2 separate regions of the Rattus norvegicus genome follow, and region 2 is linked to region 1. Evidence: chromatin contacts called from public Hi-C data. All regions are on one chromosome and are shown on one strand. Each heading gives the region's core, a stretch centred on a gene start, on an enhancer-like site or on the middle of the called end of the contact. The rest is flanking DNA. Distances are from core to core; before and after follow the strand shown.

Region 1 (3,627 bases), core at 863-3,362:
AAGATCCCAGGCCTATCAGTAGTCTGAGAAAGGCTTGAGGAAGCTGAGCTTTGCCAATCATGGGCACATGTGCCTGCGTGAGGAGACCTGAGGTTTTCTTCCCCCCCCCCCTCTCTCTCATTTATTTTTTATTTTTGCTTTTTTTTTTTTTTTTTTTAATTTGAGACAGGGGTTCTTTATGTAGTCCTGGCTGTCCCGGAACTTACTCTATAGATCAGGCTAGGCTGGCTTGAACCCACAGATCTCCTCCTGCTTCTGCCCCCTAATTCTGCTGGGATTAAAGGCTTGGGCCACCACCTCCCAGCCTCAACCTTGTGGTTTTCAAATGACAGCCATCCAGAGTTTCACAGGGCAGGTTTTGGGGAAGGTTCAGGAATACCTGCTTTGCTTACTTCCTCCTTAGCATGCCAGAGTAGGGCTGCCCACATCCTGCCAGAATTTGAAAGTGGTCACAGACCCACAGACCAGCCAAGAAACCAAGAGGTGGCAGTGGTTATCTCGGATGGCTGCACAGTCCAGAGCCAGTATTAGGTTTGAAGGTAGTCAAGGGTAGTGGATCCATCAGGTCTTTTGACTGGGGGTCTCCCAGCAACAGAGTGCACTTCTAAAAGGACTGTATCCCTGAAGCTCTCTGAAGCCCCTTTGCTTCCTAACAGTCCCTTCTCTTTCCCCTTCCTCACTCTCAAACCCCCTCCTCCCTTCTCTTTTTGTACTGGGAGTTGGACCCAGGAAATCACACTCCAACCCCTATGTCATTTTCTTTGCTTTGGCCCTGTATACTGGGGTGGGTAGGTTTTTAGTGTCTGAACCCAGCCTTCTCTAGGCTTTCCTGCCTACATCTGTGAAAGAAAGTACAGAAATTAGTCCAAAGGTTAGTCTAGAAGCCCTCAACGCCTGAACTTTAAGGCATTAAGGGGACATATAGAAAAACCCAAAGATCACAGGTAAAAAACCAGTGCTGGGGTGGAGAACGGGTGGGGTTGCTGTGGGAGGCCAGATATAGAAAGATTTCTGTATTTAATCTGTAGTACATGCATCATTCATGTCTGTATAATTAAGATAAAGGAAACTGCATTGTTAGTGGAAAAAAAAAATTGGGCCTGGGAATGTAGCTGGCCTAGCACTTAGGAACTTTGGGGTTTGGGTTTGATCCCAGCATCCCATAAACCACATATAATCCCAGCACTTGGAAGGTAGAGGCAGGAGGATCAGAACTTTAAGGTCATTCTTGACTACTTAGCAAATTCGAGGCACCCCAGGATACCTGAGACTCTGTCATGAATAAAAATAAATATTAAATAAACCAATATGGGTCTAGGTGGAAAGGCAGCTTGGGCAGGGTAGGGCCGGAAAAGAGAGATAGAGGGTTGTGGTCTCAGGGGGATCTGGGAGCAGCACCTCAGCACCCTTCCCAGTCACAGGGGTCACCGATCTTTCCGGAACTCCCGAAGGCTCGAGGCCTTGCTCTTTCTGGCCCAGCCATGGGGAACGCTGAGGGCCGGTGAGGCTGGCGGCGGGCGGGCGGGCGGGGCGCGGGCCGGTCTGTCATTCCCTCCTGCTCCTTATTTTTAGCCCCGTGTAGAGTCTGGGCCGCGGTCCCTCCCCCAGGACAGGGGAGGAAATGCAGGCCACTCCCTCTGGGCTTAGGCTGTTGCTCCCGGCAACCAGGCCAAACAGGCCGCGCGGCTTCCATATCTGGCGTCTGAGGTGGCTGAGGAAGATGACTCAGTGGGCGGGTCAGCGCCTGGCTCTGTGCCCATCCAGCCCCTCTGCCACTGCTGCCTTTCTTCCCTAAAGCAGCCCGGGGACCCCCAGCCTTGCCCCCCACCCCTCGCCCGCATCGGCTTCTCACTTACCTTTTTCATGACTGCTCCCCTCCCCCACGCCCCTCATTGAGCCAGGATTGCCCATTGGGATGAGTTAAACCGGATACCCAACCCTTCTTGTCCCTGGCCCCTGGAGGCAGCAGGGATGCAACCACTCCTTTGCTCACGCGGGGCATGGCACCAGGCCTGGAACAGGGTATAGGCAGGCAGGGTCTCACTGCCCCCTGAGAGCACGGGAGACTTCCCGCCCTCTGCCCTGTTATTGTGGCTCTGAACATGAGTCACAGGGGTAGCCGGGGTTCCTACCCCTTTCCAGCTCCCAGGACTGCCCCACCCAGTCCTCCATACCAACCCAGGACAAACCCAGCTTTCCTACTACCACGCCCAGTGGGCTGGAACTGGACCACACCTCTACGCAGACACAGATGCCTAGGCCTGTCGGGTGTCTGCACGGCCAGCCCAGGCTGAGGTCTCCTCTCCTAGGAAGAAAATGGTGTTTGATAGAGGATAGCCATTTAACTCAAAACTTTTTCTTTCCTTTAAAAATCTGTTTTAAACGATAGCAAATAACTGTTATAGTGTTAAACATGTAACTTGCATTGCTATTCAAGATGTGCTTTTCTTTTCCTTCTTTTTTAAGAATAGTATCTCACTATGTAGTCCTGGCTGGTCTAGAGCTCTCTGTAGATCAGGCTGGCCTTGAACTTCTTGAGATCCCACTGCTTCTGCTTCCCAAGTGCTGAGACTAAAGTAGTGTATCACCATACCACGCTTAAAGCATGATTTAAAAAACAATTTTTTTTAATAAAGAGGAATTTTGGGGCTTGGTAGTACATGCCTTTAATCCCAGCACTCAGGAGGCAGAAACAGACTGATCTCTGGATTAGAGGCCAACCTGGTCTACAAAGTTCCAGGACTGCTGGAGCTATACAGAGAAACCATGTCTTGAAAAACCTAAAAAAGAAGATTAGAGAAAGGGAGAGGACGCCCCCCCCCCCCCATTTTTTAGGGTATGCTTGTGGCTCTGTCTACAGAGCTCCCAAGGTCTGAGTCATGAGCCCATGGGTGATAGTGGCTTCTTCCCCTTAAATGGGGCTCCCCATGCCTGACTAAGAAAACCACAAGTTCTTCCTTGATAATGTGTGCTTGAGGTTTCCCTCAGCTGCAGGGTGTGTCTTAGTCCTTTGTGGAGTCTCTTCAGTACTGGGTAAAGCACTGGCAGGGACGGGAGGGATGGAGAAACAGCCCCTGGATTTCACTGAAGGCGTGTTCTGAATTGGTACAGAGAGGAGTGCAAGCACTACATTCTAAAGGGCCCTGGTGGGAGCTTTCACCACCTGCCTTCTCTGTATCACACTGGTAATAGCATGCATCTCAGAGGGCAGTTAATATTGTCGTCCTTACAACAGTGCCTGACATACAATAAGCTCACGAGAAATATTTGCTGTCACAGTCACATCCCACATAACAGTGTTTCTGTCAGTGGCAAGTCATATACAGTGAAGGTCCCCAAACTTCTATCATCTTGTGTGATCACACTGTGATATTTGCATGATGATGAAACTACTTCATAACTTCTTACAACACAACTCTGTTGTTATGTGACACCATGGCTACATCATCATAAAAACCCAGCCCTGTGTATGTCAGACCATATAGTCCTGGAGGACAGGGCTTTTGCACCATATCCCTGTACAGCCAAGGACAAGGGGAACCCTGGGAATTCCACCTCTAGTGCCCAAGGAGGCAGGGCTAGGGAGTGTTTTTGAGGCTAAGCATACTCAGCCCAGTCAGGAATGGA
Region 2 (3,521 bases), core at 730-3,229, 170 kb before region 1:
AAAAACCAGCAATCAAGATTGACACGAACTAAAAGGTTAGTCCTTCCATGCCCCCTTTGCAATGGTCTCCTGAGTAGGAGTACCCCTTTGGTTTCCACACTCATTTAAAACCATAATGACCCCCCATTCACCTCCAAGTCCCTGAAGACCGCCACTCCCCCCCCCCAAAAAAAACCTGTAATGACCTAAGTTGGTTATCAGATAGATCGTGCTTGGGGGCTGCTTCAGGAGAGAGGCGGCAGCAGATGGATGGAGCACTTACTCCATCCCTGTCTTCAGGACCAGGCTCTGGGGACGCTTTGTAACCAGGTTGTCACTATGTCACTAGTCACTCAAGGCCCCAGCATAGCAGCAGCTATAAAGCTTCAATAGCTCCAGGCACCACAGCCAGCTCCACAGTTGCTGAGAACCACCCAACTCAAAAAAAAAAAAAAAAAAAAAAAAAAAGGCTGGAGAGATGGCTCAGAGGTTAAGAGTGCTCGCTGCTCTTCCAGAGATCCTGAGTTCAATTCCCAGCAACCACATGGTGGCTCACAACCATCCGTAATGGGATCTGATATTCTGGTGTGTCTGAAGACAGTAACAATATATCCACATCCATTAAATAAATAAATCTTTAAAAAAAATCACCTGACTCACAACGTATTAAAGGATGGGGACAAGATTTAATTAGCCTCTTGATGTTTAATTTCCTCTTTATGTTTAAAGTGGCTCCAAAATGCCAGGTTTATTCCTAGCCATGCAGGAAGGTGGGTAAACCTCCCTACCTAAGCTTTCTTCCTCTTCCCCCGCTGCAGGGCCTCTGCAGGCCTGGCTGGGTCCGGATATTGCCTTTTCTGAGGATATCTGCTTTACAGAACCCCTCGGGGGTAAATATTGACAAGACCAACTCAATTAACTGCATGTGCCCCGGTACTGAGAGGGCAGCACGGAGGAAAGGGTGTGGCAGTGGAGCGCTGTGTGTCCAGGCTTAGAGTCCTCCTCTAAGGGAGCAGCATGGTTTTGAGCAAAGAGCTGGACCCTGGCTCTGGGAGCACACAGTCTCAGAGCTTTGAAATGGCAGCGGGGCAGGGGACGGGGGCGGGGCAAAATTTAAGACTTTAGGTTCAGAAAGCAGGGTTAGGGAGGGGACAAACATGGCACAGACGATCAGGAGGGAGGGAGCGGCTCTGGGCTGATGCTGGGTTGGGGCTATGGTAATAAGGCAGCAAAGGAACCCAGCCTCTCCCAACTCACTCTGGAAATCCACCTAGGTTTTTCTCCGCTGCTCTGGGGAAGGCTGGGAAACTGTACTCCTTTTCTGGAGGACTCCTCCACCTGACCCTTCCATGCACCGGCCCAGATGCTGAGGGCTGCCTAGACCACAGCTGCTAAACGTCAACTGGTTGGACACGGAAGCATGGCTGCTTGTTAGGCAGAGCAAGTGGGGGCTGGCTTCTTGGCCTGGCAACTTTTTTGCACCCATTGTGTAAAAGAAAAACAACGTGGGCTGGGCATACTGGCTCATGTCTGTGGTTTCAGCATCGGGAGGCCGAGGCCAGAGGACTGCCTTGAATCCAAGGCCAGTCTGGGCTTCCCTGTAAGACCTTGTCTCAAAGATAATACTAAAGTAAATAAATAAACATAGAAAACGATTCCTATGGCCCAAGAATCCCATTAGAGAGAAAGTGCCTCCAAAGGGCCAGAGGCTGCTGGAGGGGAAGGAAGCAATCCCACATCTATGTGCTGCCCGTGCAATTTCAGTTCTCCTTCTCAGTGGGGTCCTGAGACCCTTCTCACCCTACCTTACAGGCTGTGGGGGTGCACATGCACTGGCCCTGCCCCCCCCCCCAAGTGTAGGACCTAGAAACAGGAAGTGGAACGAGCCAAAACCAAGAACTGAAACCAATTACTACCATTCCAAGTGACAGAGTGTACAGGCTGCTACTCCGTGAACGAGGCCCTGGGCTCACAGGGTGGGAATGAAAATGGGGGGCAGGGAGGGGAACCGAGAGGGGTGGTTAGAGCCAGATGTGCCCTGTGAGCACAGCACACAAATAAGATGCAAATTAGTGTTCTAATGTCTGTATCATTAACAGCCAGCCGCTGGAGGCTGAACGGCGCTTCATTTCCAGCCTTGCAATTTTGAGATGTTTAATAAGAGTTTGAGCAGCTGCATCCATTCATGCCCTCTTCTGTGAGGTAGTGACAGCCCCTTTTCAGAAACCGTGGTCACTGCCTTGCTGCAGGCACGGCAGTCCTCAGAACGGGCACTGAGACAGCACCTCATGCGTGTCAGGTCTTTAATTTTTTCCCTGCCAGAGCTTTTTCTTTCTTTGCTTCGTTGTTACTGTGTTTTTTCTGTTTAACAATTCAATTGGCAGAAAAATGGCTATCGCTGGTGGACATTAGGGTTGCAGTGAAAAAAAAATCCCCCTCCCCCAATTCTTGCTTGCCACCGTGGGAGACGAGGTGAGGGTTCCTAGAGGTTTCCCAACCCACCTCAGAGCTTCCTCTGAGGAAGAGGAATGGCTCTAAATGGCTGAGGAAGAGTTCTGAATGGGAGCCCCCTGACCTTCGATGAAATAGGTCACTGTCTCCCTAATTCCTCAAGTTCAAAGACATGGAGCTAGAAGTGCCTACAATCTTCTTTTAAAAATATAAAACAGGTGCGGTTGGCTTTGGTACAAAAAAAAAAAAAATAAGAAAACAAAACCAAAAACAAAACATTCTGGTCCCTGTATTCTTCCTTCCCCACCCCAATACATTATGGCTACCTGCTCCATCAACTCCAAGGAGCCAGAAATCCATGGAGGATGGAGAGAAAGAACAGCAGAAAGAGGCTAAGGGGAGTGGGAAAAGGGACATGGTCCTACCCACAGCCCTTCTGAAAGGGGCAGTAGGTTCTATGGCCACAGATGGGTGTCACTGGGGTTGATGTTAGGTTGTGTGGCTAAGGCCAAACATATCCCAGTGGTATTAAAGGAGAGGCCCTCTGATACCTATGGCTTGGTTCCCATGTCTCTGGCCCTTTAAATCACCCCCCCAACCAATAAACAATAAATAAATAATTTTTCCTAAGGAGGGGGAGAAGGCATGTAAAATCGGCATCTGTGGTGTGACTGTTGGAGAACACCAGGGGTGCGGTGGCCTCTAAGTCCCCATCCCCATGGCCCCTAGGTATCCAGGGGTCTTGGGAACTGGCAAGGACAATCGGCAGTCCTTTCAAGGTTTGCCCCTTTACTAATGTTCTTCAGTGGGGGGCACCAGGCAGGGGGAAGCGTCCCCTTAGCTCTCTGAGGCCGTAGGCTCCCCATCTCGGCTTTCTGTCTCTTCGGGAATGTCCTGCATTCGGGTGAAGTCTGTAAGGTGACAGACAGGGTAGGGTAATGAGTGAGCAGGCAGGAGCTCCCAAGAGGAGCAGTGCAGACTTACACAAAGACTCCCAGGGTGGGGCTGGATGACCCTCCGGCAGCAAAGTCACCTTTATAACAGGAAACTCTAAGAGGTATTTGATTCCTTGATAAGGGGGAAGAGGAAGT

Evidence for each region. A called contact is a pair of places that touch in the nucleus more often than the background predicts.
Region 2: a Hi-C map of mammary epithelial cells shows a contact between it and region 1, with 1.8 times the contacts expected there. The contact joins two enhancer-like sites. A contact is called at or near these places in 2 of 12 Hi-C or Micro-C datasets (Schwann cells and mammary epithelial cells).

The regions. Positions count from the first base shown.
Region 1 is chr2:176,246,901-176,250,527 of GRCr8, reverse strand. All of the region lies in intron 1 of Lmna (lamin A/C), which reads left to right. Among named protein-coding and RNA genes, the nearest start is that of Lmna, 9.5 kb to the left of the region's middle. Within about 2 kb of position 2,112, at least 73 of the 93 cell types and tissues checked have an H3K27ac peak or open chromatin away from gene starts, as enhancers often do. A contact at or near this core is called in Schwann cells, where this site is marked.
Region 2 is chr2:176,414,774-176,418,294 of GRCr8, reverse strand. It overlaps Arhgef2 (Rho/Rac guanine nucleotide exchange factor 2), which reads right to left. Exons shown (of 22, transcript NM_001012079.2): 22 at 2,121-3,341. The coding sequence ends at 3,268. Among named protein-coding and RNA genes, the nearest start is that of Arhgef2, 28 kb to the right of the region's middle. Within about 2 kb of position 1,979, at least 20 of the 93 cell types and tissues checked have an H3K27ac peak or open chromatin away from gene starts, as enhancers often do. A contact at or near this core is called in Schwann cells, where this site is marked.